7 separate regions of the Mus musculus genome follow, and all the other regions are linked to region 3. The links are chromatin contacts, called in public Hi-C and HiChIP or PLAC-seq maps. All regions are on one chromosome and are shown on one strand. Each heading gives the region's core, a stretch centred on a gene start, on an enhancer-like site or on the middle of the called end of the contact. The rest is flanking DNA. Distances are from core to core; before and after follow the strand shown. Region 1 overlaps 2310039L15Rik (RIKEN cDNA 2310039L15 gene). Region 2 has its middle 26 kb from the start of Mrpl42. Region 3 has its middle 53 kb from the start of Gm40744. Region 4 has its middle 15 kb from the start of Gm33230. Region 5 overlaps Cradd (CASP2 and RIPK1 domain containing adaptor with death domain). Region 6 has its middle 32 kb from the start of 2310039L15Rik. Region 7 holds the start of Socs2 (suppressor of cytokine signaling 2).

Region 1 (2,996 bases), core at 6-2,505, 330 kb before region 3:
TGCAAATCTTTGCCCACATCTCTGATTATTTATATTTGGAAGATTTTCTTGTTTTGTTTTTGATCATGCACACGCACGTGTGTCTGACTGTGAGTTTGTGTATGAGTGTGGTGCCCTTGGAGGCCAGAGGTGTCAGATCCTCTTGGTGCTAGAGTTCCAGGTAGCCGTGAGCTCGAGAACAGGAGAGCTGGGTACCAAACTCAGGTCCTCAGCAAGAGCATCACTTAACTTCTGAACCATCTCCCCAGCTCCTTTATTTCCTTTAAGAGGAATCCTTACAAGGAAAATTCCAGAGTCAAGGGATATGCAAATGGATCCGAGGTGAGGAAGGAGGATGGAGAACCAAACCTCTCCAGGAAGGAACTGCCTGGTCGCACCCAACTCTTCTCCCTAATGCCTCCTGGACAGAATTACATCGTGTACATTATAGAATCCAGGATGTGGCTAAAGTAGAGAGACTACACACACTCAGCTTGCAATTCACAGTTGAGACACCTTTCTTTCTTTTTTAAACTGAAAAAAAAACATCTTTTTTTAAAAAATACAATATACATTGATAAATGTTTCCCCTCCTCCAGTTTCTTTTATGAAAAACTTCTCTAATTTAGGCGAGTCAGTTCCTGAGAAGGCTCAGTGGGTAAAGGTCCTTGCCACCAAACTTGATGACAAAGTTTGATCCCTGTCCCTGTTGGCTTTGGGATGGAAGCTGAGAAAACTCATTTCAGAGACAGAAGCTTAAAAATGAAAACTTTATATTCTGAACTCTCAGGAAAGCAGTTAGTTTGGGTTCTGAACTGTGTCCCCATAGGGAGATTGTACATTTTCAAAGGCTGGGAACACAAAGTGGCAGGTGGGGGAACAGCTGTGGTGTTATCCAACTGTGTTTTGACGTTATGGGGGTACCCCTTAGAGACCGAGCTGTATCCAGGGCACCTTCAAGGTCCTTAATTCATTCTCCTAGACAGTGTCTGGTGCTCAAAGTGATAAGGGGACAATGGAGCAGGTCAGCTGCATGTAGTTAACTATCACATAACAGGCAATAGGTTATGTATTTTTATAACTTATGCACCTTTGTTTAGATAACAGCAATTTCTCTACTCTCTACCGGTTAACAGACAACTAAGAGGTGGGATAGGTGCTCATTCCTAGGCCTGGCAACATGAACTTGTTTAACCCTGCCAGCAAGATGGACAAGGTGTCCTTGAAATGTCTGGACTCAGACAACTGTCCCCTTACAAGTTGTCCCTGAGATGTCTGGACTCAGATAACAGTTTACAGCAGAAGCTGTTCAGCTATTGGGAAGTGCCCAGCTCCTCTAGGACCGGGACCTTGAATTTAATTTCTCCCCATGATTTAATGGAGTCTGAAAACTTAATGGTAGTACTTAAAGTTTCTTCTTTTGCTTGTTCCCAACACAGCCCCGTGGTGGAAACACAGAACTGACTCCTCAAAGTTGTCCCTCCACTTCCATTTAAGTGCTGTGATACACGCATGCCCTTCCCCTTAAAAAATGTAATTGAAATTTTTAGCTTGATGGGAGACAAATACTTCCTCAGCCACTCTTGTTTACAGTCTGGGATTACTGATGGACACAAACATTTCCTCCCCAAGTCTCCACGGGCCGTTGCATTTCTTCTATGGTTTGTTGAGTTATGACTCAAATATGATGCATCATGACTTTCAAAAGTATTTATTTTTTTTAAGCCTATGAAACTTCAAACTGCATCATCCAGGCAGCCCAAAGGAAGGACTCTTTTTTTTTTTTTTATAATTTATTTATTGATTATAATTAAGTACACTGTAGCTGTCTTCAGACACCAGAAGAGGGCATCAGATCTCATTACAGATGGTTGTGAGCCACCATGTGGTTGCTGGGATTTGAACTCTGGACCTTAGGAAGAGCAGTTGGGTGCTCTTACCCACTGAGCCATCTCACCAGCCCCAAGGAAGGACTCTTTACATGAGTGGATGTTTGTGTTTTCATACGACCACACATAACTCAGAGTGTGTTTTCTAGTAATAAGAATAAATGGAATAGCAGTTCCAAACAGAGCCAGCCTCAAGGGACTAAAAGGTTCTGGAGAACTGACAGGGTAGCCCAGAAACAGAAATTAAAACTTTTTAAGGGTTCGCCATGCGTTGCCCAAACCCAGCCTTCCTCTCTGTGCTTCAGAGCATTTTTTATTGGCCAGTTTTGTCATAACCTTTGCAATCCCATCTTTTTTGAAACTGAAGAGGAAGAATGAAACCCATCACTGCATAAACCAGAACCCAGACATTAATTAGAGAGTTGTCCGCTTGGGCTTTTGTTAATGAGCCCTTGTATAATCATCGCCCAGTTTTCACCAAGTGTGAGGTCTCAGTTAGGAGAAATTGCCGTGGTCTCCCTAAGAATAAAATTATAGAACGCTAGAGAACACAGGCAAGAAATGTCAGTTTGTTGTTAGAGAACTAATATGGGGAGTCACTGGCTGGAATCTAGCATTTGGTTGGCTCTCAGTGAGCCAGAAAAGCTTCTCAAGTTTTCTTTGTGAGGCTCAGGAGTTCATCTTCCAGACCCAAGCGCTTCAAGTTCTGAATGGGGAAAGTAGACACATTTTTACCTCACGATAACAATGTTTAAAACTGTTCCATGTTTGGTTGGTTGGTTGGTTGGTTGGTTGGTTGGTTGGTTTAGGGATGGAAATCAACCACAGTCTTCCATGAAGCCTGAAATAAGTGAATCTGCTCTCCTTTTTTATCTGATTGATGATCTTCATCAGCACAGACAGACATCTAGATCACGTTCAGGTAATAACTGATTATGCACTCTTTGCTCTGTCAATAACTAATTACTTGACTGTGTTAATATAACCAACCTTCGTGTGCACAGTTATACAGATTTGGAAGAACTGATGGTGTGATTAAATTGACCTTCACAGTAATTTATCCGAGTCACATTCTTCACAGGTCATGCTTGTGAATAGGTAGCTCAAGCAAGCCCCATCCTCCTCTTT
Region 2 (3,234 bases), core at 424-2,923, 460 kb before region 3:
ATGCGCAGTTTGGAGGGAAGTGTCCGGTTGCTGTTTCCTTGCTGTGTATTGGCTGGGGTAAGCACCATGGCTTTCAGGTCTGTTAAGAGTGACCCAAGCGCATGAGCATTGGAGACAGCAGTGCCCGAGCTGTGTCAGTGTTGAAACCAGACTACAACGCAGGAGAAAGGACTCTGAAGTCGACATTCGCTCTAGCTGTCAAGATGATAAAAAAATAAGACAATAGATGTTGGTAAACTGTCAGCTGAAGAAGTAGAAATGGCCACCCTAAGGAGAGAATGGAATGGCCGTGAGCATGGTCCTCAGGCAAAGGAAGTGGAACAGTTGACCAAAAACCAAGAAGAGGTAGAAGGGAAATCTCAGCAGGAGAAGGAGAGGGAATGGAAAGGAGAAATAGACAAAATCGTGGATTTTATAACTCCCGAGAGGCACCAATTCTGTTAGAAGCCGTCCTGGCCTTTCACTCCGGAAAGGTTTTCTTGTTTTTTCTTTTTTAAGTTGCCCATCAGGGAATTAGGCCATTAATACTGAATCGGATCCTTGTCTGTCCAGTTGGGTGCTTTATTGTAATGATGGACATCTTTATAAACATCTTAATCTTAATACATAACTTTTTGGAATAAAACTTAGACTGACAAAAACAGAATAGTGAACAAAAGAGAAGAAGGTTAGCAATAATTGACAGTAATGTGAACCTCTTGCCCAATGGGAGCACTTAGGTTCTCTCTCTTTTTTTTATTGCATCAAAGAAAGTAAGTCTGATACAAGCTTGTCAGATATACCAACTTTGCTCCTAACTTTAAAACACTATTAGTCTTTTTCAAATTTATACCGAACAAAGCTATTTATATTGAAAAAAATTTATATTGACTTATCTGAACAAAGCTATTTCTATTGAAAAAAATTATATTGACTTATAATAAAAGTTTTACAAAGATCAAGATAAGTTATGAGCATGAAAGAACAAGGCTTGTAAGTAAAATTAAATAATTAAAAAGTGTTTCTGTGAGTCCAGAGTTGACCAATGTGGAACTCTAGAAGGCCAAACGCAGTCCTGTGTGAGTACTTTAGCAAATTAGACTTTAATGTATTGAAAATATAGATTAATGTAGTTCCTGAATTATGTCTTTTTTTGTTTGTTTGTTTGTTTTTGTTTTTTTTTTTCGAGACAGGGTTTCTCTGTGTAGCCCTGGCTATCCTGGAACTCACTCTGTAGACCAGGTTGGCCTTGAACTCAGAAATCCGTCTGCCTCTGTCTCCTGTGTGCTGGGATTAAAGGCGTGCGCCACCACGCCCGGCTCCGAATTATGTCTTTCATGTGTTGCTGATTTTGAGTTTTCTAAACAAATAGTAACCCATCACAGTCTTACTTCCTCTGTATCTTCCTATCTCTTCCATGGCTGAGACAAAACTATTACCTTCCTCACTACCCTTCTATGAAAAACCACTTACAGGTTTTAGTGGCCATTTACAATTACATGTGAGGGATGCTACTTTAAAAGCAGCCCTAGGAAGAGCCGGAGAGGCTGTGTTGCCTTAACCTGCGGAACACATTCTCGACGAAACCGCCAGAGGGCACTGTGACACAGCATTCAGCCTGAACCGCTTACCCTGTGGTTGTGACTTTGAAATGCCAGAATGGCAGAGAATTTGAACATTGCTACTTGAGAAAGGGTGGTTTGATAATGTCATTGCCGGAAGTCGTTCTACTCGTCTATCATTAAGTATTTATACAACAGCTGGTTGTGAGAAGATCTGCTTTCTAGCTGGCCAACTCAAACATCCTTAAGATCAGTGCTACTTGCTAAATATCGGCCGTGCTACTTATATTTTTCTAATGACATTCCCAACTGTGGATGTTTTTCACTATCATTTTTTTTAATTAAGTTTAGGTAGAAAACCTTGACTTACTCAAAGATAACATTGTTAACTGTTTTTGTACTTTCATATATAAAAATAAATCTTTTATGTATATTTAAAGACATCAGATTTCTTTTTGTTAGAAAATATGTTTTTTTTTAAAGATTTTTCTTTTAATGTGTATGGATGCTTTCGTTGCAGGTGTGTCTTAGTAACATGTGGGTGTCTGGTGCCCTTGTATCTCCTGGGACTGTAGTTACAGACAGCTGGGAACTGACTGACATGTGGTGCTGGGAATTGAACTCAGGTCCCCTGGGAGAGCAGCCAGTGCTCTTGACTACTGAGCCATCTCTCCAGCCCTTGTACTTTCTTTTTTGTTTTTAATTTTAAATGGTGTGTGTTTGTTTGTCTCTCGTCTCTCCACATGTGTCTGTCTGTGTATATGTTTGTCTGTCTGTCTGTCTCTCCGTGTGTGTGTGTGTGTGTGTGTGTGTGTGTGTGTGTGTGTGTGTTCTGTTGGGGACTGATCTCAGGGCTTTCTTTATACATGTCAGGCAAGCACTGTGCCTCTGAATTGCCTCCTCACAAGGGCTAAGGGTTTTGTGACTCCTTCTTTTGGTCCCACAAACTCCTGCCTTCCTAAGAAGCTAACAACTCTAGTCCCAGTCAGCAGAGGTAAGAGAACCCATTAGTTAAGACTCTTGATTTCCAGGGCCAAGAAGCCCATCCATCCACAGTAGAGTCCAGCAATGGGAGTCTGTTGGAGGAGGATCACAGGACTGTAGGAAAGTGAAGCTGGACCATGGGGAGACGTCAGCTGAGGACTTGGTTCCTGCCAGTAGGCTTGCTTTTCATCTTTTGTGGTTGTTGTTGTTGTAAACATTTATTCAATGTATGAAGAGGGTGTTCAATTCTCTCTTTCTACCACATGGGATCTGGATATTGAACTTGGCCGGCTTGACGGCAATCTCTTATACCTCCTGAAGTGTTTGGTAGTTCCCCGACTCCTGGTCTGTGTGTGTATGTGTGTGTGTGTGTTCATGCATACCCTGGTGTGGTGTGAAAGACAGAAGACAAACTTGGGGAGTTAAGTTTCAAGGCCTGAACTCAGGTCATCAGGCTTATACAGCAAGCACTTTTACCCATCAACCAGTTGACGTGCCCATTGTTAAGCTGCTTGCCTCCTCCTCCTCCCCCTCCCCCTTCCTCCTCGTTTTCTTGTTGTTGTCGTCGTCATCGTCCTCGTTGTTTTTGAGATGAGGTCTCATAGCTCTAGCAGGCCTAGAACTTACTGTGTAGGCCAGGCTGGCCTCTGTTTCCCGAGTGCTGAGTTTGAAGGCATGTGCCACCATGCAGGGCGGTTAGGCATCTTCT
Region 3 (3,319 bases), core at 666-3,165:
AAACAGAGGGCTCGCCGCTTTTATGGCTGCATTTCAGCCCTTCCCCCCGCCCCCCACCATTCCATCACGAGAGCCAAATGAGCTACCACACCTGCAGCACTGATCTCACAGTGTCCGGCACGGGTCCAGAGGACAGTCCGTCCTAGTGGCGAGCAGGCTTTCAAGTTCTTGATGCAGGCCTCAGATAGTTCCACACAGCAGATGGGAACTGGGAGTTTCTAAACCCTCTGCCTGCCATCTACTTAATTCAGATAATAGGCCTGCCAGATGGCTACCCGGTCCTAAAGTTTTAGCTGGGCAATTCTCCATCCCCTCGGGAGACAATAAGCGTGGACACACGGGTGCTCCAGAGACCATTGGAAAGAGCTGGGAATGTGGCAGGGGAAGAGGTCAGAGGATATCCAAGGATACCAGCAGCTACCAGCCATTTGCCAGAGACTTCACTGCAAGGGAATACACTCACACTTAGAGTCAAGTGCTGTCCCTGCAAAGGAGCAACCTAGAGTCACCCTTACAGTGGGTATCCTGCTGTCTCCTAGGGTTACCTTTACAGCGGTGTCCCATTGTCTATTATGGTCACTCTTACAGTGGGTATCCATTGGCCCCTAGGGTTACCCTTACAGTGGGTGTCCCATTTTCTACCAGAGTCACCCTTACAACATGTGTCCCAGTGGCCCCTAGGGATCACCCTTACAGCAGGTGTCCCATTGTCTACTAGGGTCACCCTTACAGTAAGTATCCCATTAGCCCCCAGGGTCACCCTTATAGCAGGTGTCCCATTGGCCTCTAGGATCACCCTTACAGTAAATATCCCATTAGCCCCTAGGGTCACCCTTACAGCAGGTGTCCCATTGGCCTCTAGGATCACCCTTACAGTGGGTGTCCCATTGGCCCCTAGGGCCACCCTTACAGTGGTTGTCCAGTTGGCCTCTAAGGTCACCCTTATAGTGGGGTGTCACCCTTTCAGTGGGTGTCCCATTGGCTCTTAGGGATTGGCCCATGGAACTTAGCTGGAACAGAGATGCTGCAGGCAAAGTGTCTGAGGTGATCTCAGGAAAGCATCAATCACCCTTTTACCCAGGAGATAAACTTTGAGAAAGGCTTGGACTACAGTGTTTATATCAAGGCTACCTCTACACCCGGGGGCAGGACACCCTGACAGACAGCCCGTTTACATCACTACTTGTTCTGTTTACTGTTTTAGTGTCCATTCTGGAATGCCCTTCCTATGCCTCCCTCTGCTTACCCATCTTCCTCACAGATCACCCCCTCCAGGCAGTCTTCCCAGACCACTCAAGACCTCACTTGCCTCCCACTTCTCCAAAAGCTCCGAAGAATCATCTTCCTTGCACTGATCTATGCACGTGACTCTCACGCCTCTTGTTCAGTTTGATGGCAGGCCTGGCACCACACCTGGCTGCCCTTGCTTATCCAACCTCATTTCCTAACCCACCGTAGAACCACAGTGGGTGCCTGCTGTCTCGTTAGCATAAGTTGGGACATGCAGTCTTTAAAAACTAAGTTGGGTAGTACAGTAGAATTGGTGGAAAAATTAAAAATAAGCTTCCTCTTGAATGAACGATGAGAGGTGAGCTTTGGGGACATCATTCTGTGCCTTTAAAAAAAAAAAAAGTATAAAATGCCCCGCACTTCGGAGGCAGAGGCAGGCAGATCTTTGAGTTTAAGGCCAGTCTGGTCTACAGAGTGAGTTCCAGGATGGCCAGGGCTACAGAGAAACCCTGTCTCAAAAGAACAAATCAAAACAAAAAGTACAAAAGAAAGGGAGAAATCAGATGCAGGTTGCAAGTTCCTGGTGACATCAGCTTTGGCAGGCCCTGATGGAAAGTGACCTTGCCAGAGCCCTGCTCCCCCATTCAGTTGGAACACTTTCCACTAACGGTATTAATCTGGCCTTCAGTCTGAGGCAGAGCTGCCTGGGCCAAGCCCTCCTGCTTCAGTCCAAGTGATGAATCAGCCCCATCTCCTAATGCCCTCAAGAATTAGAAGAATCGGCGGAGGAAGAGAGAGGCACAGGGCACCATGCACACCCTCAGATGGACAATAGAAATGACGGAGGCCAAGACCTTCGGTCTCTTTCCATCTCTGGGAAGCCTTTCCATTAAAAACATTTTCTTCTTCTGTTACATCCATGTTTTTTCTTTTTGGTTTCCTCTTGTCAGCCTCAGCCCAGAGGAAACTTCTCACTCCCCACCTCCAACCACGTACTAAACACCGTTTCCTTCCAAGGGCTTCTTCGTTATTTTTTTCTTCAACTTACAGCTAGATTGCTTGGCATCAACCGAGAAAGCCTAGTAACACTCTGGCGTTCCAAAAGCAGCCCAGAAGATCAGAAGTATCCGCCGCATCTACCTCCTGGACTCGGCACGATCAAACGCTACGCTCTCTGAGAAGACATTGGGAGTAGTAGAAATGTTAAGTTTGTTTTTTCTTTTTTCTTTCTTTTTTTTTTTTTTTAATTTTAAAAAACCTAAAAAGACACCTTAAAGGAAGCAAAAGACAGACACAGCCAAGAAGCAAGCAAATCTGATATTCTCTGAGCTGAAAAACAAGAGCCAAGGGAATTCTATTCTTAGCAGAGACTTAGCCAGCTCCATTCTCCAGGGGTGGGGTGGGTTGCAAAGAAGGCTACAGTGCCCTCTGTCTGGGACCTGTCAGCATGTAGCCTGGGGGCTTGGATTCATTCTCTCTCTCTCTCTCTCTCTCTCTCTCTCTCTCTCTCTCTCTCCCTCCCTCCCTCCCTCCCTCCCTCCCTCCCTGTCTCTCTCTCCCTCCCTCCCTGTCTCTCTCTCCCTCTCTCTGTTTTTTTTCTGTTCTCTCTCTATATATTCTTCTTTTTTTCTCTCTTCCAAATGGAGTTTATTTGTTTAACAGTCCTGGAACTCAATCCACAGACCAGGCTAGCCTTGAACTCACAGAGATCCACTTGCCTGTCTCTGTATTCCTCATGCTGGGACCAAAGGCGTATGCTACCACACCTGGCTTAGCTAAGGTTTTTCATTCATGGTTTTTTGTTAGTCATTGTACAACCTTTGCAATGTCTGATTATCTAAAAAGAACATGAGAGCAGGGAGCTCAGTTGACTTCACCACAGTTGTACAGTTTGGAAATGGCATCAGTAAAGATGCTAACTAACCCAGGTTCCCTTTTCTTAGCCTGTGTCTTTATAGTTCGTCTTTCCGTATCAGATTTATGTTGTTTCATGCTCAAAGGCTTTGACAGCCAGATCTGTCTAACACAGAGGTTGGTTCTCAAAGCTGAACACCATAGGCCTCCTAAAGATGTGTTCTACTATGTTTGG
Region 4 (3,141 bases), core at 564-3,063, 380 kb before region 3:
AGTTTGTAGCCCAACTCTACTTTTTCATAGTCGATGCTGAATAAATGACTGTGTGAAGACTTATTCTTTCCAAAGATAGTTCCTGTTTTGAGGTCACTGTATTATTTATCAATACCAGTTTTAGAAGCTGCAGTTGCAAATAAATAATGTATTCACGTGAGCTTCTGTGTTGTTTTCTGTGTAACGAGTTAAAGAATGCATTTAATGGTACCTCAAGCTGGAAGTAGAAAAGATGGATTAGAAATGTCCCGCTCATTGCTTTTTATGCTTTTAAAATTTTTTTATTTTATTTTATTTTTTTAAACTTTGGTTTGGTTTTCTTTTGCTGTCGTGAGCCTGGGTCTCAGCAGAGGTTAGTGTCAGCTCGGCTGCCTGGGCTGTGAACTGCAGATGCCACTGTAGCTGAGCTCTGGGATTGGCTCACTGAGGTCCCTCACCGTGCTTCATGTGAGGTCCAGGAATGTATAGTTTTGCGGTCTGATATATTTTGATGGTTGCCAGATAAAATCGATGTCTGGCACTTTTTTCTAGGAAAAACACATTTAGACGTTTCCAAGCTGATTTGTAGGACTTCATGTCATTAGAACTTTGTGGCAGAACTTTTTCTCAAGTGGCTGAAAACATAAAGGAACTTCAGTCTCGAGGGCTGTTCCCAGCATGTCCTGGGAGTGCCAAAGCCGAGAGGCGGACAACGGCCTGGATTGTTTAGACGGCCTTTCTTCAAAAATAACTGAGTATCTGGACTTCTTCCAATAAGGAAAATAACAGCTTTAGCTACTGACACCAGATTAGTCCCACAACTTAGGAAAAACGGGGTACCTTTTCCTCAAGTTTCTAATAACATTTCTTAGTCTGGCTGAGAGGGAGGACTCAGGTTAGTCTTGAAGGTCTGATTGCTGTTTGCTGTTCTATTCTGTTTTTTGTTGTTGTTGTTTTGTTTTGTTTTTTTTCAAGAAGAGCCGGGTTGGGAGAAACAGACTGTTGTTGAAAGTTAGCCTCCCAGTTCAGGCGAGCAAATCACAGTCTTTTTCTTCATTTATGTCCTAAGTATCTTGGATGCGAGTTAAGACGCTATTATAAAGGAATGAAACAGAGAGAGAGGTAGAGAGAGAGAGAGACAGACAGACAGACAGACAGACAGACAGACAGAGACAGACAGAGGGAACCTGGTGATACACGCATTACTTTTTCTTTAAACTCCCTGGCTTCTCTCTAAGGCCAGCGGGTGGATAGCAAGTCTTTACTTGTTGGCAGTACACTGAAGCCTCTTGGAACAAAATGACTATTGAAAACAAAAAAGCAGCTTCGTGAGATACACTTCAGCTAGGGAGCCCAGGAGTAAATATTTTAGATTTGGAAGAACTTTAAAAAAAAAAAAAAAAGCTACAGATCTTCTGAAAGACTTGCCATTTAATTAGTAGGTTAATGAGGCCTTAGGACCGAAAACTTGGTCTGGTTAAAGCACCCACAAAAACTCAAGTAGAACCTGGAAGCAATTCGACCTTGATTTACAAACATGGTGAGGACTAGGGCCAGCTTTGGCTATTTCGAGGAACTGGATAGGGAGAGGGATCAATCAGGGAGAAAGCTGTGTGTGTGTGTGTGTGTGTGAGAGAGAGAGAGAGAGAGAGAGAGAGAGAGAGAGAGAGAGAGAGAGAGAGAGAGAGAGAGAGAGATCTCCTCTCCGGTCTCCATTCTTTCTGCGGGGAGGAGGGGGGGCTACGCTGTCTGGGGCTCGCCCTGGCTGAGCAGAGGGAAGGGCTGAGGTGCCACCGGCTGACGGCTGACGCAGAAGACGTTCTTTTTCTGCAGCCATCTGGGAGTGGCAGCTCCTCCTGGCGTCCAGGCGCCCTGCGGGTCTCAGGGGGTGGGGTGGGGTCCTTATGTCAGGCCACAGCTACAGAGGAGATGTCACCAAATGCGCATTGCGCTGAGCGCACGGCGCCGCTTTCCTCTACAGTGAATGGGTTAACACCTTCTTCTACACCCACCCCTCTGCCCCCACCGTTTACCTCCTACAAACAGAGTTGGGAACCTGGCTGCCACTGTCTGCAAACAAAGCACCTCTCTTGTTTCTGTTAATCCAAAGTAAATATAATCTTCTATTAGCTAGTTTCTCAGTTATTCTGACAGCAACCTACTCGGGGTTAAAAAAAATATCTAGCTAGTTCAGCAAGTCACTATGACGGAGGGACGGGACTGCCTACCTCCTTCCCCACTCCATCCCCTAGGACCTCTTATCTATTTGTAAAAAACTATTTCAGAATGTTCTAATGTCATAGAAGCATCTAATTTTAATCACTTTTTAAAAAGCACACACAAGCAGTATCATGCGTACATACATTCTGCTCTTTAATTTGCTTCTCAGGTTTGCTGTTTGGGGTCTGGATAGCTTTTCATGTCCTTACTCAGATCCCAGCTCTTTACATATTCCAGCCCATGAACACACTTGTTGACAGGCTTGGTCCCCATCAGTGGACGGTTAGGTTGTCTCTGCCCTCACAAACAACAGTGTATTAAAGCCTCTGGGCTTATGAATGTTCTGTGTGTTTATGGGCACAAACACACGGAGTAAATCCCTGCCCCTGGAACTTTTTTGGTGACGGGGTACTCACATGGGACATGTTAGAAGGTTTTCAAAGGCGGGTAGTCCTAGCAATATTTCAGACATAAATAAGTTATTATCTTTCACATCTCCAGCCTTTACCAGGCTTTCTTGAAAACAGTTAATATTTAAATGACACATTTGTTACCGAGAGCAAATCAGCTTGTGTTAAGTTGCTAATTAAGTGTCTTTAAAGTTAAATTTCAAGTCCCAAACAGAGGTCTCTGGAGTGTGCAATTCTCTGCCAGGGCCTTTAGAAACTAGCAAGAAGCCAGCCGTGACAAACTCATCCCAGTCTCCAGGGACATCAACGGCTGTGGCATGTGGCTCTGGAAAACTAGCTGCTTTGAGAAACTCTAGGGTGGGATTGGGAAGGGGTTTGTTTCATGTGTAAGAGTGTTGTCACCAATTAATTCACTTCAGAAACACTGACTAAACACAACCATAGCAAAAGTTTCTCCTCCCCCTGCCTTTCTTTGTACCAGCCTCCCGACACCAGATGGGAGCCCGGTTCTAGGAACCACAAAATTAATTTC
Region 5 (3,054 bases), core at 107-2,606, 280 kb before region 3:
GGTGCAGCTACCTGCAGCCATGTTGTTATCCACAGGCCATGCTGCTACTGGACGTTGTGATCATGTCTGTGGTCTGCACTACCACGTGGAAGTCCACGATCTGTGTTCCCGCTGATTGTAAAGGGCACAGGTTACCAATGACTGCAAATTCACAGTTGAGAAAGACTGACATAGAAGGCTTCTAGGACAGCTCCCCTCCCCCAGTAACAGCCTAAACAGGAAGCCATGAAGAGAACTCTTCAATGTGAGATAAGGATGCTGAAGTGTAGCTTTTAAGAATTGATGGCTTCTGGTGGGGGTGCCGGTAGAAAAGAACTTAGATATTTTTAAGGGGCTAGCTACTGGAAGTTTGACCATGCTCCATACTCCAGAGAGCATATGGCAATACAAGTTGGACTTGTTTGTATTTATTTATTTACTTACTGATTTACTTTGTTTGTTTGTTTGTTTGTTTTGTGGGGAGGGTCACAAGGAGAGAGTTGGACCTGGGAAGACTGGGAAGTGAGTGTGATTGGGGTTCATAATGTGAAATTCCCCAATAATCAACAGAAGTATTATGTATATAAAACCACGTAGGTCGGGCTGTACTATTCTCCTGTCCAAAATACAACAACGGGTTTTTGCTGTGTTTGCAATAAACACAGGCTCTCCATTATGTTAGCATCCACACTGCCTCCAGCGTCTCCTTCTACTCTTTCTCCTCTCTGTGATGGAGCCACCTTCTTCTCCTTTCTGTTCCTGGAGCTTGCCAGGTTCACCTCACCAGCCTCCCTGCATCTCCAGGCCCTTGCACTGCAGTTCGCTCCCTGGACCACTCTGGACCTGCAACTCTGTGCAGCTGCCTCTTCCTCCAGGCCTCGGGCCAGATAACCACAGCAGGATGACTGTCTCCGCCTCACTCCACCACCCATCTACTTCTGTGGAGTTACTGACGGTTGGGAGGTACCTTGTAGGTGCTGGAGGCAGAACCCAGGTCCTCTGCAGGACTAGCCAGTGTGTTGTAATTGCCACTGCGCCTCTCCAGCCCCTCTTGTTCTTATCAACGAAGCCCTCAGTTTTCTCTTACGTAAGGCATTGGCGGTACACGGTCAGACTTGTTACCAGAGGATACATTAGGTGCCGTTAAAAAAGAACAGCTGGAACCTGGTGTGCTCTCCATGGTAACTTTGTCAAGATGTCACTTTTTGCTACCCAAATGTCCCTTGATTATATCCACTTTATTGTCCCTCATTTGTAAGTGAAGTGTCTGCTTTTTGAAAGTCCTTTTCATTCTGCCTGTACCGCCAGCATATTGTCATATCCAGCGCACCCTGAAAACCTTGTAGAATCAGGAACTGAAACTCAGCGGTCACAGTGGATAGGCCAGAGACCCGTGAAGGCTGAGGCTGGGAAAGCTGGCTGGACTGTATGAGAGGGTTGACTTGAGTGCACTGGGTTTGGGATTTTAAGTGAGTGTTCTGTCCCAGGACACTGAAAGAATTTGGGGTAATTTACTGTTAATTTCTCTTATGAGATTTTGAAATGTAGCAAACAGGATTATGTGGACAGACAAGTTCAAGTCTGGCTTTTTGAGAGTGAAGAATATGAGTTTTAAATTTAGGTGGCTAATCCCAACATTTGGGAGGGTGAGGCAGGAGGATTGCAAGCTATGTAGTGACCTATTTTTTGTTGTTGTTGTTCACTAAAATGAAGCCAAACCAATAGTCCTGCATTGTGATTTTTCTGTGTATGTAGTTTAGAGTGTCTTTTTAAAACAGTTGTTTGTGGCCAGAAGTGGGGCCAGACTGTAATACCAGCATTGCAAAAGATGGGAGGGTTGCTGTGAGCCTGATCAATGGAGTGAGCCTGTATCAAAAAAAAAAAAAAAAAAAAAAAAGGAGGGTGAGAGAAGGGTGAGGGGAAGGAGGAGGAAGAGGAATAGGAGGAGGAAGAGGAGAAAAGAAGAAGAAGAAGAAGAAGAAGAAGAGGAGGAGGAGGAGGAGGAGGAGGAGGAGGAGGAAGAAGAGGAGGAAGAAGAAGAGGAGGAAGAAGAAGAAGAGGAGGAGGAGCAGCTTAAGATAACTAAATGTTGTTTAGGGGAAAGTGTGACACCCCAAGAGAAAGGAGCTCTGGAGAATTCAATTGGAAATGTTCCAGTCATCACTGATTTTTTTGTAGCAGAATCAGGATGAACTCCAGGCTTCTACAAAGCATCAGTTGCTCGTAACCACTGAGCCAGCTCTCTAACCCATTGCTTATTTACCTGTCGTTGCTGTTGTTTGTTGTGTGTTTGAGACAGGAGCTCACTTTATATCCCTGGCAGGCCCGAAACTCTGGGACTTTTATGCAGATCAAGTTCTGAGGAAGTCTAGAACTTTGGACTTTTTGTGTGGACCATCCATTGAGTCAGTGGCTCAAACACACAGAGCTCTGTCTGCCACCCACGAGTCTTAACTGAACTGCAGAATGTTGCCTGGTCCAGTTTTATTAACTTTAAAATGAGAAAATGGGGCGGGAGCCATTCATGCTTTTGCTCCCTACGTCAATTCCTCACACTGTGTGTGTGTATGTGTGTTCCTTGCTTCAGCCTTTTACCTTTCTAGCTTATCAGCAAAGATGAGCATATTGGTTTTATTTTCAGCTATCTGAAAATGTCATGATCATAACAGTTATTATCTGTCATGAGAGCAACTTCGCGAGAATGTTGCTAAACAAACACAAATGTTATCAGTTGTCAGCAGACATTTGTTGCAGAGGAGACCATATGTGACAAGATGTGTGGGGGGAAAAAGTAAAAGGATCAGCCGTTATCACATAAGAGGCGAGAATCGAGTGAAGTTTAGTCTTAGGAATTCTTGTTATCAAAGAACCTTTATCGAGGATAGCCAGCACCTCAAGATGCAGGCAATGGAAGCTCAGGAAAACTAACACACACAGAGATCTTCTGACTTTGCCTGTGGGAGCTCTGTCGCAGTAATGGATTCTTGCAGCCCTGTGGGCATTTCTTGGATCCTTCATTTGCTTTGGTCTATGGTAAAGAGGTAATTTCACTAAGAGACAACTGTCTACATTAGC
Region 6 (3,164 bases), core at 581-3,080, 350 kb before region 3:
CTTAAGGGAACCGGTAAGGCATGGTGAGGAATAAAGCAGCCATATTACTCTGCATTCCATTACTATAATAAAATACCCGAGGCTGGGTGAGATTATAAAGAAAAGAAGTCCAAGGCTGAGAGGCTGTTGATTGCCTTGCTGAGAGAGTCCAGGGCCTCTGGGATCATAAGAAAAGATCCCAGGCATAAGCAGTCTTGTGGGACTAAGTTTTCTTAATATCTCACACTATCACAATAGGGATCAAATTTCAGCACATGAACCCCCCCCCTGTGTGTGTGTGTGTGTGTGTGTGTGTGTGTGACCCAAATCATATTAAGTCATAACAAGACAATGTCTAGAGATGAGGAACTCTGGAACTGGGGGAGAGGGGTTGTGGCAGGGAGCAAGTGCAGAATGGCTAACTTGCCCATGATTCACCCTCCTGTCAGTGTTTTCCTGACTGAATGCAACTGGAAGCCAGAGGATAAGGGTGCAGGGGGAATGTGGCTCATAAATGCCAATCTTCTCCAGCATCCTGGGGCACAGCAGAGCAGGAAAGAACAACCAATGGACTGGATGGAGGCAAGCCAGCAGAACCAGCCAGTTCCTGCTTCAGCATATGCCAAAGAGAAGGTGATAACTAAGTGAGAAGACAAAGAAAGCTGAAGCAAAAGCAGATATACCAATAGGTGTTTCACAAGCCCCGAGGTGGTGGCGCACACCTTTAGTCTGGGCACTCAGGACGTAGAGGCAGGCGGCTCTCTGAGTTCGAGGACAGCCTGATCTACAGAGTTCCAGGACAGTCAGGGCTACACAGAGAAACCCTGTCTCAAAAACAACAACAACAACAACAAACAAACAAAAAAAGTTTCACAAGCCTCAGTAAGGTGAACGAAAGTACCCTCTACAAACCTGCAGTCAGATGTGTGGCTCACAACCGTAACTTCAGTGCTCAGGATAATAAGACAGGAGGCGTGCCATGAACGTGAAACTAGCCTGGTCTACAGTGCATTTTAGACCTGCCTGGGCTACAGATGTGAGGCTCTATCTCAAAAACAACAAGGGGAAAGCAATAATCTTTAAACCTCACAGAAATTTTACAAGATATAACATCGACCCCGTGTGTGTTTGGTTAAAGATCCTGAGACCTTTGAGAGTAACGGACCCCAGTAACGTGGAATTGTGGAGCCAAGACTACAAATGAGGCCCCAGATTTTTTTCATTGGACCAAGCTAAACATGTTTATATGAACAAGTTAAACATAGACACACACACACACACACACACACACACACACACACACACCCCGTAGCCCCCCCTCCCCCCGCTCTGGTCATTCCCGGAAATGTCTGTCTGCTTGCCGAATCCCTGAGCAGAGTCTGTTTCGGCCTCGGTGGCTTTTAGCCTACATAGGGTCCACAGAGGAAGGCAGCTTCCGCCGGCTGAATATTATAGTGACAATCTAACGCCATTCATACTCCAATCACCAACTGTTGCTCTCCTTCATCGCTATTGTGTAGGGTGTCTAGATTTATTTCTATTGTTTGTAGTCATGCATCTCCCGTGTGGGTATGTGTATGTGAATGCAAATGCTTACAGTGATCAGAGGTATTGGATTCAACCGGGAACTGGAGCTATAACCAACATAAGCCGCCCAACGAGTGTACAGGGAACCCACCTCATGTCCTCTACAAGAGCAGGACACAGATTTAACCATGGAGAAATTTCTCTAACTCTTAATTTTAATTTTTTTAAATTTTTTAAATAAAAATTGATATAATATATATTATATGTTGAGCATATTCCCCTAAAGCCCCTACCCCCTCCTTTCCCGCCTCCTGTTAGTTTCATTTCTTCCCCAAGACAGTTTCACTTCTGCCTGTAGGTCAGATATTCATACATGATTTCATGTATCTATAAAAAAAAAAAAAAATCCAGGAACCACAAATGAAAGAAAACATGTTCTATTTTTTTTTTCTTTCTGAAGCTGGCTGAATTCGTTTAATTGGATCGTCTCCAGTCATATCTACTTCCACACGAGCAGCGTAACTTCATGTTCCCGTTGTGTAGATAGACCACACTCTCTTTATTCATGCCTCTGTGCTGACTTCGTAATCAGCTACTGTAGACTAGAGCTGCCGATAACCACAGACGTGCAGGTACCTCTGTGATGGTTTCCCAAGTCCCTCAGGGAAACACCTAGAAGTGGCTCATGCCCTAGTTAGTTGTTTGAGAGACCTCGATACTGATTGCCTCAGTGACTGGACCAGTTTACCTTCCTACCAGGGGTATAGAAGAGCTCCCTTTGTCCGAATGTGGCCAGTGTTTGCTGTTTGTTTTCTTGATGCCTGCCATTCTGACTGGCTGGAGACAGAACGCAGTGTATTTTAATTTGCAGCCATCTGTTTCTTTATAATGTAATTATTTAAGAGCACCCCAGCTCTTTAAGGCTTTGGAGAATCTGGGTTTTGTTTGTCTCCTGTCACTTCGTCTGAAGCACTTGGGCAGGCACGGGTCAGTACAGTCAGTTATTTGGTGTCTTTTAATGTTTAAGAAAAACTCACTTAGACGGTACATTGTTACACATGCGCCACAAACTTGTACCCTTTTTTCTCCCATTGAATATTGGACAATGAGTATTTATTATCCAAGCTATATAAATAGCACTTTCAAAACAATTAGCATATATCAATTGTGTATAGTCATGAGTTCATGTCTACAATGTACTTGGCTCATTTTCACCCCATCAGAACTTTCTTTTTTATCTTTCCTTTTCCCCCACCCTAGGTGTGCTTATTCTTCCCAAATAACATTTCTTTTACTTTTATGCCTCAAGAAAGAAAACCAGACTCCATATGTGAGGGAACGTGTGTGATGATTGTGGTTCTGAGCCTGGTCTACTTCACATAATCTGATGAGCTCCAGTTTCATCCATTATCCTGCGAATGGTATTTTGTTCTTTATGACTAAATAATCAGGTACTGGCAGCACACTTTCTGTATCACCCATTAATGGGAACCCAGGCAGATTGCTTCACCTGGCTGCTGTGAACACTGCCATGGCACATGTCATTGGCTCTCTCATAGTAACTCTAGGGGTGTAAGTTACTTCAAGGGATTTTTCTGTTGCTGGACGTTTGACTATGCGGCATCCTCATTCCATTCAATATCTACTCAGTATCAAGG
Region 7 (3,415 bases), core at 256-2,755, 400 kb before region 3:
GTTACTCCCTGGCTTTACACAGGCTTTCTAAAACTTGAGTAAGAGGCATCCTTCCCATCAAAGATTCCAGGAAAACAGCCTCCCCCCTCCGCGGCCACACATACGAATCTATCGCTGACAAAGCCCCTGTAAGCTGGCTTATGTCCTCCCCTCGCGTTCACCATTCTGTAAGTGCATAGAATTATTTAAGAGGAAAAAAATTACTGTGGATAAAAATTGGTTCGGGGCCTTGGAATTGGCCGGTCGTGTTGTGTTTCCTTCCAGGGCCGGCAGGCGGGGCACCAGGCAAGGCTTGGAAGCCGCGCCTCTCTCAACCTCTCCTGGCCACCCTTGCCCAACTTCCCCATAGACACAGCTTCAACTAAAAGTGGCCATTGACCTTTCAAGCTTTTGAGCAGTGGGGCAACAGAACAGTATTTCAAAGAAAAATGGTTATCGAAATTTCGAATCCGGTTTTCCCATGAGTGTTTTTTTTTTGTTTTTGTTTTTCTGTTAAAAAAAAAAAAAGTAGGTCACATTCAAAGTGGGTCACGTTTCAGGAGCCGGCGTGCCTGGATGCCGGCGCGGAGGCTAGGTGGCCTCTTACAGAGTGGGAGGTGAGGGTCCCAATAGGAAAGAAGTACTGGGATCAATACGAACTCCGGGTCCCTGGCTTTGCAAGGATTCACAGAGACAAACGCACCAGGCCTGTGACCCCGCACCCCACCCGGGCACAGGTAAGGGCACCTCCTCTGTAGGGTGGCCAGGGTGGGTCTCCCGAAGGGCAAGCAGGAGTTGAGCTGAGGAGGAAAGGAGAAGCTGGGCAAGGCTGATGCAGGGGACTACCAGTTGGAGCTCCAGGGGGGAGGGATTGAGGGCAGTCTGCGCAGCTTTAAGGAGGCGCTCAGCTCGTCTCTTTCCTGGCCTTCTAGGATGCTGGCGGAGGGGACAGTCTCTGGTTCGCTTCCCGAGGTGCCCGGGAGTGGTAGTCGACCTGGGCAGTGGCGTGCTAGCTCTAGCTCTGTGTGTGTCTTAGAGAGGGAGGGACGGACATCTGAGCCCCGCCCCCTTCCCGCACGCTGGTCCTGCATCCCACATGGAGGAGAGGAGGGTCGCGTCTGGCAGGCGCACAGCGGGGTGGATGGCTGGCCTAAAGGTTCCCTCCTACGTGGAGGGCTGGGGAGAAGAGGGGCTGCTATTCGCGGGACCGAGGTGCTCAGCTGTTGCAGACACAGGGGCAGGTACTGGTGGCTTAATAGGCATTGGCTGGGGACTTCTCCTTGTTCCCGAGCACCCCGAGGTGCAGGGTCAGAGGAGGGCGGAGTCGCAGGCTTCCACCCCGCAGCCACCAGCACCAGCACCCGCACCGGCTCTCTCCACCCGGCTCCCTTGAAGCCTGCGCATTAGCGGCCGGGGCCTCTTTAAAGCGCTGGCGGGGGCTGCGGTCACGTGAGGCGGATTCCTGGAAAGTTCCTGGAAAGCGGCCTCCGCCGCGGCCGGGCGGGGCGCGAGGGGCGGGAGGCGGGGAGCGAGGGAGGCGCGTCGGGCTGGGAAGTCGCGCGCACACTCGGCTCCGGGGACAGACGGTTAACTCTTGCCAAGTCTCGCCGCCTCTGCGGCTCCCGGGCCTTGGGCTTCCCCCCTGAAGCATGAGCCTTTCCTCCCGCAGCCGCCAACGCTGCGCGGGTCTCGGACAGTGCGCGCCGGGACTCCAGGCGCGCGCCCTCAAGATCCCTTGTGCCCGGAGCCCGGAAGCTTGCGGCAGGTACCGCTCGCGAAGCCCGAAGGTTCCGCCCGGGGGGACAGTGGCCGGGAGGGCGGCGGGGTGCGAGCACGGGGGCGGCGGCGGACCGCCTGGGCGTCCGCAGTTTAGGGCGCCCCGGGAGAGTTCAAGTCGGGGCTCTGCCCCATCCGGACTCAACTGCCTCCTCTCTCCCGGGTTCCTTCTCGGTCTCGGGAAATTTTCCGAGCACCCCCACCCCCCAACAACTGCTACCCAAATTTATAATCCTAATAACCTGATCTCCCGCTCCTCCCCGCCAGCCTCCGCCCTTGCTCCCCCACCCCACCCCTTCTCTTTCTCCCATCTCCTCCGCTTCAACTGGAGGGAAACCCGGCACTGGCGAGCAGGGGTGTCAGCCTGGGGCGGAGAGGGGGGGGGGAAGCTAGGCGACGATCCCTGGGATTTTTGTCTGCCTTTGGCGCAGAAAAACTCGGTTGCTTTTACTGAGCGCAGAGCCGATTGCATCCCCAGGCATCTCCTTCCACAAATAAACGTCACCCGGGGAACTCAGACGGACACCCCTCCTTGCCCCCTGGCTCCCCCGCCCCTTGTCCGCTGGGGAGGCTGCCTAGTGCGGAGGCGGCAGTCGCGGCGGTGGAGGTAAGACCTCAGTCCCAGTTGATGGCATGGCCCGCTGCGCTCGCTGTTGCGGGCTCAGCCCCGGCCTCATTTGGAGCTCCGGCGGGGGCTGCACGCTCCGGCCGATTCCTCGACAGCGCCCGCGGCGGCAGCCGCAGGAGCCGCGGTCCGCGTTTTGGAGCGACCGCCGCTGAGCCCCCCATCCTCGTCTGGAGCGTGCTCCAGGAAGCGGCAGGAGTGGGGGTGAGGCCGCCTCCGAGGCAGGGATGCAGCGGCTGGCGCGCCGCTAGCGCACCGCAGCACCCTCGGCTGGCGACCCAGGAGCCCTGCGGCGCTTTAGGGCGTGGAACCAGGTTTTGCCGGATGCATCCTCCCAAGGGCCCTGGGGCTGCTCGAAATGTAAGATGGAAATGCCAAGTGCAGAGAACTGCCCGGTTCTTTGTGTAATGTTTTCCCCCCCACCCCCACCCCCCACTTGCCCATGACAAAGGCCTATCCATCCGGACCCGCAGGTGACTGTTTCCTGGGCTGCCTGTGTGTAATTCCAGCACACAGTTCTTCGGCGGGAAAACACCTTGTTTACTCTCATCCTGTCTCCCTCCTCACCCCTCTACTCCGGCCAACTTTAGTGTCTTGGATCTCTGCCCTTTTTACCCGTCTTTCCCCAGAGTTGGGCAGGGCGTTAGCTGGATGCTCGGGGTTAAATGGTACAGAACACGCAGGCGGAGGAGTCCCTGGGATTTTCCACGTGTCTGTTTACCCACCCCCACCTCGGCCGTAGGGGTTCAGCCCAGACTGACCCAATCTCTGTTCCATTGTTTCTTCACAGGCGATCTGTGGGTGACAGTGTCTGCGAGAGACTTTGCCACACCATTCTGCCGGAATTTGGAGAAAAAGAACCAGCCGCTTCCAGTCCCCTCCCCCTCCGCCACCATTTCGGACACCCTGCACACTCTCGTTTTGGGGTACCCTGTGACTTCCAGGCAGCACGCGAGGTCCACTGGCCCCAGCTCGGGCGACCAGCTGTCTGGGACGTGTTGACTCATCTCCCATGACCCTGCGGTGCCTGGAGCC

Evidence for each region. Hi-C and Micro-C count contacts between places; a contact is called where the count stands out from the background. HiChIP or PLAC-seq counts read pairs in DNA pulled down with a chosen protein or histone mark.
Region 1: a Hi-C map of bone marrow-derived macrophages shows a contact between it and region 3, with 27 read pairs. The contact joins two enhancer-like sites. A contact is called at or near these places in 1 of 15 datasets of contacts at CTCF or cohesin (the NIH/3T3 cell line), 2 of 484 Hi-C or Micro-C datasets (bone marrow-derived macrophages and nephron progenitors), 3 of 115 datasets of contacts at active chromatin or transcription factors (acute myeloid leukemia, large pre-B cells and regulatory T cells) and 1 of 9 other capture datasets (embryonic stem cells).
Region 2: a contact with region 3 is called in an H3K27ac HiChIP or PLAC-seq map of acute myeloid leukemia, with 9 times the contacts expected there. The contact joins two enhancer-like sites. A contact is called at or near these places in 1 of 15 datasets of contacts at CTCF or cohesin (the NIH/3T3 cell line), 5 of 484 Hi-C or Micro-C datasets (bone marrow-derived macrophages, embryonic fibroblasts, embryonic stem cells and 2 more), 9 of 115 datasets of contacts at active chromatin or transcription factors (VIP interneurons, acute myeloid leukemia, differentiating embryonic stem cells and 5 more) and 1 of 9 other capture datasets (embryonic stem cells).
Region 4: a contact with region 3 is called in an H3K27ac HiChIP or PLAC-seq map of heart atrium, with 5 read pairs. The contact joins two enhancer-like sites. A contact is called at or near these places in 3 of 484 Hi-C or Micro-C datasets (bone marrow-derived macrophages, muscle stem cells and nephron progenitors), 5 of 115 datasets of contacts at active chromatin or transcription factors (bone marrow-derived macrophages, craniofacial prominence, embryonic basal ganglia and 2 more) and 3 of 9 other capture datasets (adipose tissue, embryonic stem cells and liver).
Region 5: a contact with region 3 is called in an H3K27ac HiChIP or PLAC-seq map of large pre-B cells, with 2.7 times the contacts expected there. The contact joins two enhancer-like sites. A contact is called at or near these places in 1 of 15 datasets of contacts at CTCF or cohesin (the NIH/3T3 cell line), 4 of 484 Hi-C or Micro-C datasets (embryonic stem cells and nephron progenitors), 3 of 115 datasets of contacts at active chromatin or transcription factors (VIP interneurons, embryonic stem cells and large pre-B cells) and 1 of 9 other capture datasets (embryonic stem cells).
Region 6: an H3K27ac HiChIP or PLAC-seq map of large pre-B cells shows a contact between it and region 3, with 2.3 times the contacts expected there. The contact joins two enhancer-like sites. A contact is called at or near these places in 2 of 484 Hi-C or Micro-C datasets (bone marrow-derived macrophages and nephron progenitors), 5 of 115 datasets of contacts at active chromatin or transcription factors (the NIH/3T3 cell line, bone marrow-derived macrophages, fibro-adipogenic progenitors and 2 more) and 1 of 9 other capture datasets (embryonic stem cells).
Region 7: a contact with region 3 is called in an H3K27ac HiChIP or PLAC-seq map of VIP interneurons, with 5 times the contacts expected there. The contact joins the promoter of Socs2 here to the enhancer-like site in region 3. A contact is called at or near these places in 13 of 39 promoter capture datasets (3T3-L1-derived adipocytes, the C10 cell line, the HPC-7 cell line and 9 more), 1 of 15 datasets of contacts at CTCF or cohesin (the NIH/3T3 cell line), 15 of 484 Hi-C or Micro-C datasets (the C2C12 cell line, the CH12 cell line, adipose-derived mesenchymal stem cells and 7 more), 25 of 115 datasets of contacts at active chromatin or transcription factors (the 230-238 cell line, the NIH/3T3 cell line, VIP interneurons and 17 more) and 4 of 9 other capture datasets (adipose tissue, liver, macrophages and 1 more).

Annotation. Positions count from the first base shown.
Region 1 is chr10:95,346,605-95,349,600 of GRCm38.p6, reverse strand. All of the region lies in intron 1 of 2310039L15Rik (RIKEN cDNA 2310039L15 gene), which reads right to left. Among named protein-coding and RNA genes, the nearest start is that of 2310039L15Rik, 12 kb to the right of the region's middle. Within about 2 kb of position 1,255, at least 13 of the 459 cell types and tissues checked have an H3K27ac peak or open chromatin away from gene starts, as enhancers often do.
Region 2 is chr10:95,474,505-95,477,738 of GRCm38.p6, reverse strand. It overlaps the pseudogene Gm3619. Among named protein-coding and RNA genes, the nearest start is that of Mrpl42, 26 kb to the left of the region's middle. Within about 2 kb of position 1,673, at least 15 of the 459 cell types and tissues checked have an H3K27ac peak or open chromatin away from gene starts, as enhancers often do.
Region 3 is chr10:95,012,702-95,016,020 of GRCm38.p6, reverse strand. No RefSeq gene overlaps it. Among named protein-coding and RNA genes, the nearest start is that of Gm40744, 53 kb to the right of the region's middle. Within about 2 kb of position 1,915, at least 53 of the 459 cell types and tissues checked have an H3K27ac peak or open chromatin away from gene starts, as enhancers often do. A contact at or near this core is called in VIP interneurons, adipose tissue, heart atrium and 2 more, where this site is marked.
Region 4 is chr10:95,397,418-95,400,558 of GRCm38.p6, reverse strand. It overlaps a transcript of Socs2 not described here. Among named protein-coding and RNA genes, the nearest start is that of Gm33230, 15 kb to the left of the region's middle. Within about 2 kb of position 1,813, at least 66 of the 459 cell types and tissues checked have an H3K27ac peak or open chromatin away from gene starts, as enhancers often do. A contact at or near this core is called in adipose tissue, heart atrium and muscle stem cells, where this site is marked.
Region 5 is chr10:95,289,628-95,292,681 of GRCm38.p6, reverse strand. All of the region lies in intron 2 of Cradd (CASP2 and RIPK1 domain containing adaptor with death domain), which reads left to right. Among named protein-coding and RNA genes, the nearest start is that of Cradd, 33 kb to the left of the region's middle. Within about 2 kb of position 1,356, at least 66 of the 459 cell types and tissues checked have an H3K27ac peak or open chromatin away from gene starts, as enhancers often do.
Region 6 is chr10:95,366,672-95,369,835 of GRCm38.p6, reverse strand. No RefSeq gene overlaps it. Among named protein-coding and RNA genes, the nearest start is that of 2310039L15Rik, 32 kb to the right of the region's middle. Within about 2 kb of position 1,830, at least 22 of the 459 cell types and tissues checked have an H3K27ac peak or open chromatin away from gene starts, as enhancers often do.
Region 7 is chr10:95,414,947-95,418,361 of GRCm38.p6, reverse strand. It overlaps Socs2 (suppressor of cytokine signaling 2), which reads left to right and starts at 1,505. Exons shown (of 3, transcript NM_007706.4): 1 at 1,505-1,744; 2 at 3,171-3,415. The coding sequence starts at 3,393. 5730420D15Rik (RIKEN cDNA 5730420D15 gene) reads right to left here and starts at 987. Exons shown (of 5, transcript NR_045339.1): 1 at 683-987.